Linked DNA regions of Macaca mulatta: regions 2 and 3 are each linked to region 1. The links are chromatin contacts, called in public Hi-C maps. All regions are on one chromosome and are shown on one strand. The core of a region is the stretch at or near the end of the contact, and the rest is flanking DNA. Distances in the headings are between cores, read along the strand shown.

The links. Hi-C and Micro-C count contacts between places; a contact is called where the count stands out from the background.
Region 2: a Hi-C map of liver shows a contact between it and region 1, with 2.1 times the contacts expected there. The contact joins the promoter of PYGB here to the promoter of APMAP in region 1. A contact is called at or near these places in 2 of 14 Hi-C or Micro-C datasets (fetal cortex germinal zone and liver).
Region 3: a Hi-C map of fetal cortical plate shows a contact between it and region 1, with 3 times the contacts expected there. The contact joins the promoter of ABHD12 here to the promoter of APMAP in region 1. A contact is called at or near these places in 3 of 14 Hi-C or Micro-C datasets (cortical neurons, fetal cortex germinal zone and fetal cortical plate).

The regions. Positions count from the first base shown.
Region 1 is chr10:59,163,181-59,166,396 of T2T-MMU8v2.0, forward strand. It overlaps APMAP (adipocyte plasma membrane associated protein), which reads left to right and starts at 1,897. Exons shown (of 9, transcript NM_001266050.1): 1 at 1,897-2,056. The coding sequence starts at 1,962.
Region 2 is chr10:58,902,766-58,906,394 of T2T-MMU8v2.0, forward strand. It overlaps PYGB (glycogen phosphorylase B), which reads right to left and starts at 1,259. Exons shown (of 20, transcript NM_001266864.1): 1 at 969-1,259. The coding sequence starts at 1,211.
Region 3 is chr10:58,758,952-58,762,431 of T2T-MMU8v2.0, forward strand. ABHD12 (abhydrolase domain containing 12, lysophospholipase) reads left to right here and starts at 1,798. Exons shown (of 13, transcript NM_001261275.1): 1 at 1,798-2,018. The coding sequence starts at 1,828.

The sequences.
Region 1 (3,216 bases), core at 647-3,146:
ATATCCCAGAGATAAGGTCGCTGGTTCCTCCAGTGACTCCCCTTGTTAACGGATTCTGACCAATCCCCAGCAAGACTATCTATGGACTAACTCCAGCCCCTAAACCCCACAAGGACTCTCCCATGACTCCCCCATTTTGAGGAGCCTCACAGGTCCTCTGGTGCATTTCTTTGCTGCAGCAAGTTCAGTAAACCCAACCTACTGCCATTATTTTTCTTATGAATGTGTCCCTGGGTGTTTGCAGTGCATGGGCTGTAACACTGGGCATGGAACACAAATAGCTCCAATGCAATGGGTTCAAATGTTACGGCTGGAGCGTGTTTAAAGTGCCTTGAAGACAAAGAGGAAGATGTTCTGCTTGGGAAACCGGGAGAAGAATTTTCAGCAAGGATACTTGAAGTGGGTCCTGAATGATAAAAATAATTGGCCAAGTGGAAGTGAAGAAGAGTGTATCACAGCAAGAAGGAACCTCAAGGACAAAGACAGCCAGGCATGAGATTAGACATGGTAAGTCATCCTGAGTGTCTGAAATGGGGGTTGCAGAGCAAGAGGGACAGTCCAGACAGGCAAGAAGGTGTCAGACCATACAGCACTTTGTTAACACTATCCCTGATTTAATGGCTGTACTGGCTATTCTCAATGACACAGAATGAAGTAAAATGTTGCCGAGACTTGAATTATTACCTGGGATCTCTGGAGAACTGGATTTGCACAGCTCTCCACTTCCCTCAGGCTGGTTCTTCAGCTCTTTGAATGAATAAATAAAAAACATTCACATGGAATTCTAGTGCCATCTAGCACTTAAAAAGGTAATGGCATGTTTCTATCAGGAATGCCTCCAAGAGGAAATTATTTCTGTTAGTAACACTGCATTTTGAACGTGGCTTTTCCAGACATGATTCCTCGTGCCACTGGTAACAGGCTTTGATTTCTTCTGCCTGGAAATCCTCCCTGTCACTTCCTCCAGATTCGATTTCTCTTTCAATCCCTTTGCCTGTCAAAGGCTCTCACAAGATCCAATTCTTCCCCTTTCAAGCAATTATTACGTTTGATAATTTTACATGTCTATTTTATGACGATGGTCTGATTGAAGTCATCTTTCCCACTAGCTTAATTTCCATAAGCTTAATTGCCTTGTCTGTGATTTGCCCACCATCATCTCCCAGCACCTGGGAACATTTCTGGTTCACTGCAATACTGTTGAAAGAACGATGCCACTCTATGCTTTCTTAAACTTTGTTAGTGATAATTTCTACTTCTACCTGGCCTTTGCTTAAGGGTAACCCTTAATACACTTTATCAAAACTTAATAAACTTTATCAAATGTCTGTTGTAACGGTCACAAAAAGATTTAATACTCAACATCTGGCCTTAACCAGAGGGAAACATTTTCTAGCCCGTTTTCCCCTTAACCGGATGAGTCGGGGAAGGACGTAATTTTCAGGCAGAGGTGACTTCGTTCCAAGGGTGTGAATGCATTATTTTTGACGCTGCCCGTAAGAGCAGGGTCGCTGACATTTCATAAACAGCGCCATCCTCTCTAACGATAAAAGTGGCCAACATCTCGGGCCAGCAATTCCCAAGTGCGTCATGAGCATTCCCGTCCTCAGAAACGTAAGACGAAGGCGGCATGCGCAGGGACTGAGCTAGGCGAGCCCAAGGTGGAACCACTCGTGTTCTGGGCTCCGGAGTCCGAGACGGGCGGGGACCTCAGGAGCTCCCGGTGCTCGCTTTGAGCGGTTTCCGAGCGCCGCTCCCGGGCGCTCAAAATTCGCCTCCGAGCGCCGAAGAGCGACGCGCTGAAGACCGCCCGCCCATGAGGCCGGAAGGGGCGGGACAACGCTGCGGATTGGTCCCTGGGCTCAACGTCATTTCCGCGCGCCAGGGAGGGCGGGCCTGCAGCGTGAGCCGTTGCTGCTCACTGCGGGGTGGTGGTTGCTGGGCAGGCTGGCGCTCTTACCATGAGCGAGGCGGACGGGCTGCGACAGCGCCGGCCTCTGCGGCCGCAGGTCGTCACGGACGATGATGGCCAGGCCCCGGAGGCTAAGGACGGCAGGTAGGCCGGACTCGCAGACCGGGCGCTGAAGCCGGGCCGCGAGGAGTAGAGGGTGATCCTCCTGGACAGCGGCGACGGCAGTAACAGTAACCTGGGGATGTGGTGCAGAGCGCCTTGTCCGAGCCCTCTCGTTTCATCCCCAAGAAAAACTCATTTTTCCGAGGAGGAAGCAGACTCCGACAAGGCGGATGTACCTGCCAGGTCTTTGAGGTTCGGGTGCACCCAGCGCCCAGTCGCGGCGTTATCCTCGGCTCTCCGGGACCCTAGACCGTCTCGCGCTGCTCCTGCGCCTTCCCTCCCCTCACTCCTGCCCCACCCTGCAGCGCGGTTGCTTCCTCGCCTTTCCCTCGCTCCCCTCGCGCTGTCATTCCTTTGGCTCATCTGATCCCCCTGGGGCACAGCTACCTGGCCAGTGTCTTGCGTCCTCCTGGTCCCCCGCTCGCACTTTCTCGAAGGGAGGAGGTCCCACGAGATGCTGGGGTCCTGCCTCGTTATCCGGCGAAGAGATGGCTTCTACACTTGCTCTTCTGCACCTGCCCCCTTCACGCTGTGTGACCAGTCCTCACCGCGGTTCTTGGAAAGAGTGGAGAACAGAAGTGACATTGTAGGCAATTTTTGTGAGAATTCAGCCTTGCAGTTTTTCCCGATAGGGATGGAGAAACATAGGAAACTGTAGTTGTTGACACCTCAGAAATACCAGGTTTTGTCCTTTAGCCTCCTCTGCCATCTTCTAGAATATAAGAATGCTATGTTTTGTTAGCTAAAAACTGAATCATGATCCGCAAATATAGATTTCAATGTAAGATACTTGAAATTCGCTTTTCAATTATGTGTCCTGAATTTCATAACTTTTAAGTTTCAGGGAGAATCAAGAGGCCCCACAGACCAAGCTTGAAGCTGTGGAACAGATTGACTTATATTTGATAGAAGTACTGGAAATATTTGTTCAGTAATGTGCCGAGAGGTGGTGGGGTACATATGAATGAGAGGCAGTTTTTGCCCCTGTAGACTGAGTTTATTGACTGATGATGAGAGGAACACATTTAAAGGAGAACGATGGCAGGGAGGAGCATTTAGGCTCTAGAGAAGCAATTTAGAGAGAAGACTTTGCGGTGATAGTTGACCTTGGGCCAGTGAAAAGATCGGGAAGATGCTCCCAT
Region 2 (3,629 bases), core at 9-2,508, 260 kb before region 1:
AGTCAAAAGTTAAAAAACAAACAACACAACAAAAAACTGGCAACATGGGGCTGTGCAAGACTACCATGTACCTATCAAACTGAAACCTACCATCCTATCCATTGACTTGCAAAGCTGTTTATCAGGGAAAAAGTTACAAATGTTTACGAATGAAACAGAAAATCTAAAAAACTGTATGTGCATTATACTTTTTAAAAATGTGTACATATGTTTAGGAATACCAAAAAACCGGCAGGAACACAGGCCCGTAGTTAATATGGTTAAGAGTAACGGGGACAATCAGTGACTTCAACTACTCAAACAAATTTTTGCAAGATATAAAAAGTAACAATTACTAAGGCAATCTCTATGAACTTTAACCCAAGTAAATTTCTCCAAGGGAGGTATGGGAACCTCTAAGACAGAGCCTTCTTCAAGGGCTCCATCTCCAGCTCTGAGCTTCGTACCCCTCCTGCGTGAAGCAGGCATCTTCAGCGATTTTCTTCTAAGCAGCGCACACACACAAAAGTCTCACAATTCCCTGCAGATTACCGAGCTCACCCCCTTCCAACCTACAAGGCTGCCCAGGCCGGGTTCCAGTCCCATCTTCTCCTACAGGCTGCTGCAGGAAAACAAAAGGTGGCTGGAGGCAGGGGCGGGGAGCACGGGCTCTGCAGCCAGCGCGGAAGCGCACCGCCAGAAAGAGACCGGGAACATCCGCCAGGCTCCCGGGCTCAGCATCATATGCGGGGGACGGCGCGGGCTCTTAGTGGAGGGGACCTGTGGCCGCGGCCCTGCGCAGGGGAAGCCCGGCCCCCGCCGACCGCGGCTTCCAGGCGACTCCCCAGTCGGCTGTGCCTGGCCGCCGGCCGGAGACGAGCGCGGGTAACGCCCAGGGGGCCGCCCCGCAGAGAGATCTCCGCCGGCGCGGCTCCGGGACTGGCGCCCTTTCAGCGGGCCCGGGCGCAGAGGGCGGGGCAGCTCCTCACCTTGGGGTCGCGCTCGTAGTAGTGCTGCTGCGTGCGGATCCAGCGGCCCACCAGGTGGTCGCGCACCGTGTGCGCCAGCGCAAAGAAGTAGTCGCGGGGCGTAGCCACATTGCGGTCCTTGACCAGCGTGAAGTGCAAATGCCGGTTGAAGCTCTTCCGCACCTCGGCCACGTCGCCCAGCCCCGCCAGGCCGCGCACGCTGATCTGCTTCCGCTTCTCGCTGTCCGTCAGCGGCTTCGCCATCGCGCCGGCCGAGGCGGAGGAAAAGAGATGGAGAAGGAAAGCGGCGGGACACTAGAGCGCCTGGATGGTGCAGCTGCTCTGGCGCCCGGCACTGCGGCTCTGCGGTCGGGACGGGCCGCGCCTGCGCGCTGCGCCGGGACGGGGCCTCGGGAGGCGGGGCGGGGCCTCGGGAGGCGGGGCGGGGCCTCGGGAGGCGGGGCGGGGCCTCGGGGAGGCGGGGCGGGCGTCCAGGCTCACAGCTGAGAGCGCTGATGTGGTCCGAGGCAGCAAGGACCTGTCCACAACATTTGAGATTGGGGTTTGCCCCCTCGTTGGGGAAGCCCGGCAGAAAGTGGGAGCGACTGGAGGGGGCAAGAGACCCGGGGCCTTGAAGCGTGCGGTCCTGGCAGCTCCTGCCAGCCCGGGGGCGGTGCGGGAGGGGGCCCTGCCCTCGGGCCCTGGGGGTTCCTGGGGCCGGTCCCCACGCCCTACACCGGGTCACCAGGTGCCTCGCGGGAGTGCGCTGGGCCCGGGCTGTGGCCGAGGCCTGGTAAACTTTCGGGGAAACTGATTACAGCTTGAAAGGCATCCACCAACGCCTGCTAGGCCCGGTCTTCTGTGTCGGGGGCAGGGCGGCTCTGAAAATACCAGCTATTTGCTTGCCACTCCAGGCCGATGGCAGACGTGGAGAAAACGAACTGCCAGAGAACGGGAGACGCCCATTCCCGAGGGCGCGAGGCAGCCACAGCCAAGTGCCACCATGACCCCGCCTCGGATGGACCGCAGCCCCCCAGCCCTCCGAGAAACCCTGCTCCCGAAACCACCCGGCAGACGCTGTCCGCTTTGAGATTACAGCAGGGAGAAGGACACATGCCTGTCTGGCCGGGGAGCTCAGCCACTAACGAAGATTTAGCCTCCGCCATCCCAACCCAGGCTGCAGCTCCAGATAGGGGGCGTCTGCACATAGCTTCCCACACTTGGTCCCCGCGGAACACAGTCCTGCTGGCCTCAGCCTATGGGAACCCTGCTTCATGTAAAGGTCACCTAAACTCTGCCTTCCCCCATTCCCATAAGAACTCTGCCTTTCCCTTCGTTCTTGGGAGGCTCTCCCTCATTACAGTGGGTCAGTACACCCGATTTTGTGGGACTACAGGTTTGCTCCTGGTGGTCTTGGGCTGAAGGGGCTGCGAAGGTTACTGAATTTCATGGAGGTAAAAATTGCCCGCGGGAGATGTCATAAAAGTCCAGGTGCAGTAGGTTTCTTGGTGTGATGCTTCAAAGTTATCTTCTTACCTGGAGCCCCTTCCAGCTGCAGACTTCAGAGGTCGGAGGTTAATCAATCTGGAATGACCCCACAGCCCACCCAGCTCCAGCTTGGGATTCACTCCTGCACTATATCCTAGGGATTCTGGAGCCAACAAGATCGAACTTCGGGCACAGATGGCAGGGCTGTGGGGTCGAGCTTGGCTGCAAGCTCCAAACACTGATGCAATCTCTCTGAGGGTGATCTGGCAATTCAGAAGTCAAAAAAACGATAGTGCCCCATGACCACTTCTACCACTCTGGGGAATAGAGTTCAAGCAAAGCTTCAAAAGACAAAAAGCAAGCTATGCAAATATGTTTTCTGCTGTGGTGTGGTAAAGGTTAATCCCCCAGCTGTGGTGCACACCTGGCAAAGAATGGAGGAGCTGACACTTATTGATCATTACTTGCAGTGTACGTATATTAACTCCTGATCTCTGCAAACAGCCTGCTATTACTCCTGCTTGACAATGGAGAAGGTGAGCCACAGGGAAGTTAACTCTTCCCTAAGCCCACACAGCTAATAAGGGAAACAGCCAAGGTTCACCCCAGCCAAGCCCTGCTCCACTGCACAAGCCCGGAACAACGTATCTATGCTCAAAGTTAATATCATAAACCACTGTGCTGCTAAAAGGAATGACTATTTTAATAGCTAGCTAGGAAGGTGTGATAGATGACACAATACTGATAAATGAAAGACAAAAATAAGGATGTAATGCAGAAATGACAGTAATGATTTAAATATTATTTTAATTTAGTCAATTTAAATTTAAATAACCACATGTGGCTATGGACTACTGTGTTAGAAACACAGGTGCGTATCCAAACCTAAACACTGGTTATTTCTGAATGGAAGAATTATCAGGGGGGTTTCCTTATTTTCTCCATACATTTTGTATTTCCTGTTTTTTCCACAATATTTCTTTTATAATTGGAGTAAGTTTTAGTAAGAAAAACTAGAGGCCACAGACTTCACTAATGGTTGTTGATTTAAGGCCTATATATTCTCTTACTGGATTGACTTTTAATTCTGTGTGCTCTGGTTAAATAAATTTTAAGTCCTTTCTTTCATAGCTACACTTTATGAAATTTTCCAAGATCCTGACAAAAATTCTTTTTTTTTTTTTTTTTTTTTTT
Region 3 (3,480 bases), core at 548-3,047, 400 kb before region 1:
TTTGAGAAGAGTCTCCCTCTGTCGCCAGGGTGGAGTGCAGTGGCACAATTTCGGATCACAGCAACCTCCGACTCCCTGGTTCAAGCAATTCTCCTGCCTCAGTCTCCCAAGCAGCTGGGAATACAGGCATGCGCCACAATACCCAGCTATTTTTTTTCTTTTTTTTTTTTTGTTTGAGACAGAAGTTTGCTTTTGTCCCCAAGGCTGGAGTGCAATGGCATGATCTCAGCTCACTGCAACCTCTGCCTCCCAGGTTCAAGAAAGTCTCCTGCCTCAGCCTCCCAAGTAGCTGGGATTATAGGTTTGTGCCACCACACCTGGCTAATTTTTGTATTTTTAGTAGAGATGGGGTTTCACTATGTTGGCCAGGTTAGCCTTGATCTCCTGACCTTGTGATCCACCCGCCTCGGCCTCCCAAAGTGCTGGGATTACAGGCGTGAGCCACCACGCCCAGTCTTTTTTTTTTTTTAAAAAACAGTCTTGCTCTGTCACTCAGGCTTGTGCCACCACACCCGGCTAATTTTCGTATTCTTAGTAGAGACAGAGTTTCACCATGCTGGCCAGGCTGGTCTGGCTTCCATCTCCTGTACTTAAGTGATCCACCCATCTCCGCCTCCCAAAGTGCTGAGATTACACGCATGAGCCACAGAGCTCAGCCCATAATGTTTTTAAAAAGTATATCTGGAGATATTGACACAATTATGAATGCAGGCTGTAACACTTAGTAATATGGTCTACAAATTACGTTGCAATTTCAAAGTATCACTACAAAAGTAACATAAAAAGCTGTTGAATTTCTAAACGCATTTCCAATTGACCTTAGATTACCAATTGCCAATAGTTTTCAAAGTGACAAATATTGAAATTTCTAAAGTTACTTTGGAATAAGTAAGCAAATATCTCTCTTGGTTATAGATTATATATAAAATCAATGCCATATTAAGGAAAGCCAAAGTTATAAAACTAAATTTGTGAAACTGCCCTTTTTTCTTTCCTTTTCTCTTTTTAGGATGGGTTGAATTAGTACTAAATTTGGGTTTCACAAGGGCGAATTTATCTTTGAAATGGATTTTCCTCCCATCAGGTAGTCTTAATTGCTTTACAAAAATCTAAAATCTAATACAGGTTTTTAAAAAGTAAATTTTTCAAGCAGTTCATATGTTCGGCCCAAAAGTAAAAACTGAGTTTATACATTTGCTTCAAATTAAAAATTGACGACCGGAAAGCATACTTTTAAAGGTAAAGTCCTTGTGAGAAGAGTTAAGAATCACGAGAACGGAAATGCGATTTGCTACCTCTGGGTTTCCGTTCGCAGAAGCGCGAGGGGCCCGGCGTTGCGGGTCTGGCTCGCTGGGCCACCCCTTTCGGGTCACTGAACCGGGGCACGACAGGGAGTGGGTGCTCCTCACACCGAGCGCCCGGGCGAGGGCAGCTGCAGCGTCGCGATGGAGCCCAGAGCCCTGCCCCGCAGATGACGCGCCGCTGCGGCTTTGCCTACCCTCCCACAAGATGGCTGCGGGTGGCGCCGAGGATGCTGGGCGCGCGCCCCTCGGAACCCGCGAAGAGGTGGCCGGGGCGGGGCCGGGGGCAGGGCCAGCGGGAGCCCGGCGCTGATTGGCCGGCGTGGCCGGCGGGCCCCCGCCGCTGGTTAGTAGCGGGCGCCGCGGCCTGGGCTGGGATGTGAGGAGCTGCGGGTTTCGGGCTCCGGGCTCCGGGCTCCGGGTGGCGGCGGCTGTGAGCGGCGGCGGCTGTGAGCGGCGGCATTGCGGCGCAGGCGGCGGGTGAGGCCAGCGGGCGCCGTCGGCGGCCGGCCCTGTCGGCCGCGGCATGAGGAAGCGGACCGAGCCCGTCGCCTTGGAGCATGAGCGCTGCGCCGCCGCGGGCTCGTCCTCCTCCGGCTCGGCTGCCGCGGCGCTGGACGCCGACTGCCGCCTGAAGCAGAACCTGCGCCTGACGGGCACGGGGGCGGCCGAGCCGCGCTGCGCAGCCGACGCGGGAATGAAACGGGCGCTGGGCAGGTGAGGCTTCGCGGAGGGGGGGCTCACCTGGCGCAGGTGCGTCCCGCAGGGGGCCCCAGCACCCCCCAGCCCCACCCAGGGTGACCGCCCGCCCGATCTGCGGCCGCCCGGTTGCGCGCTAGTGTCCCGCATTTGGCCCGCGGCGGCCCCACCCCCGCTCCCTTCCCCAGGCAGCGCGGAGGGAGCGCTGTGCCCTGCCCCTGACCCTCTGTGTTCTCCTCCCGCCCGCGCGCTCGGCACTCCCAGCCTAGCCTTGCACCCCGACCCTTTCCCGGGGCTGCCCGGGGGACCCTTACGTTGGGGGCTTGGCGCCGCCCGAAGTCATGACCCCGCGTAGAAGAGTAGGGTAGCGGGTGGGGAGTCCTTGGGCGATCCCTGGACGCCGGGCACAGCAGAGGCATGAGGCAGAGGGGCCGGCGCCAGATCCTGAGAGCGCTGGGGCCCACTCGGACCTCCTCTTCCTGCTCTGCATCGGGCCCCGCACCGAGCGCCCGGGCAGGCGCCCTTCAGGCTGGGCTGCGTGCACGGAGCCTTACTGGCATCTTGGGCGCTCGGCGCCTCTGCCAGGTAACTAGGGTCGGGTGCGTGCGTCGTTCAGAACTCCGAGACCTTTGGGGAAGGGCTCAGTGGGCCGCAGGTTGTAGGGGAAGGAGGGACTCGGAGCATCGCAGCCGTCGGAGGGAAGCCTGTCCTTCCCTCTGCTGGTGGTGGTTCGTGGTGCGTGAAATCTGTCCGCACAAGTTCGCCTCCTTGGGAATCACCTTGCAGTCCTGGATCGTTTGGTTATTGGTGTTCTCCCTTTGGGTAGAAGATGAACGCGTTTATATAAAGCCACTTTCAAAACTGTGATGCAGTTGGGATGGAGATGGGAACATGTTTCATACGGACAGATTTCTCCTCCCATCTGCTGGTTTCCGAATTATCTGGCTGTTTGTAGAACGTAGCATTCCTGGCAGCTTTGAAGTCTTGATATTTCGTGGTGATTTGAAGAAGTTACTATATGGTGATCTCGGGCGTTGTAGCAGAGCACTTCTTTTTTGACCATCTGGAATGCCCTTAGTTGATGCTGGCCACTTGAGTGTAAAATATTTATGCAAGTCGCTCCTAAAGAAAATTAGAATTTCAACTTCATTGCTTAAAAGATCATGAAATTAAACTATAGACACCTCTAAGTTGATGATTTGACAGAAGGGCAGAGACTGATAGACTCGTCTATGGGTGTAAAATTATCTAGCATCTGCAATATCTTTTGTGAAACTAATCTGTTCTCTTTACTATGGAAATATTTATTTGCATTAAAAACTCATGATTTAACTTTAATACACTTTTATTAACAGACATGGCATGTTAGATAAATTGGAAAATTCTTCCTTCGAAAAAATCGAATTGCCAGGCGCGGTGGCTCACGCCTGTAATGCCAGCACTCTGGGAGACCGAGGGGGGCAGATTATCAGAGGTCTGG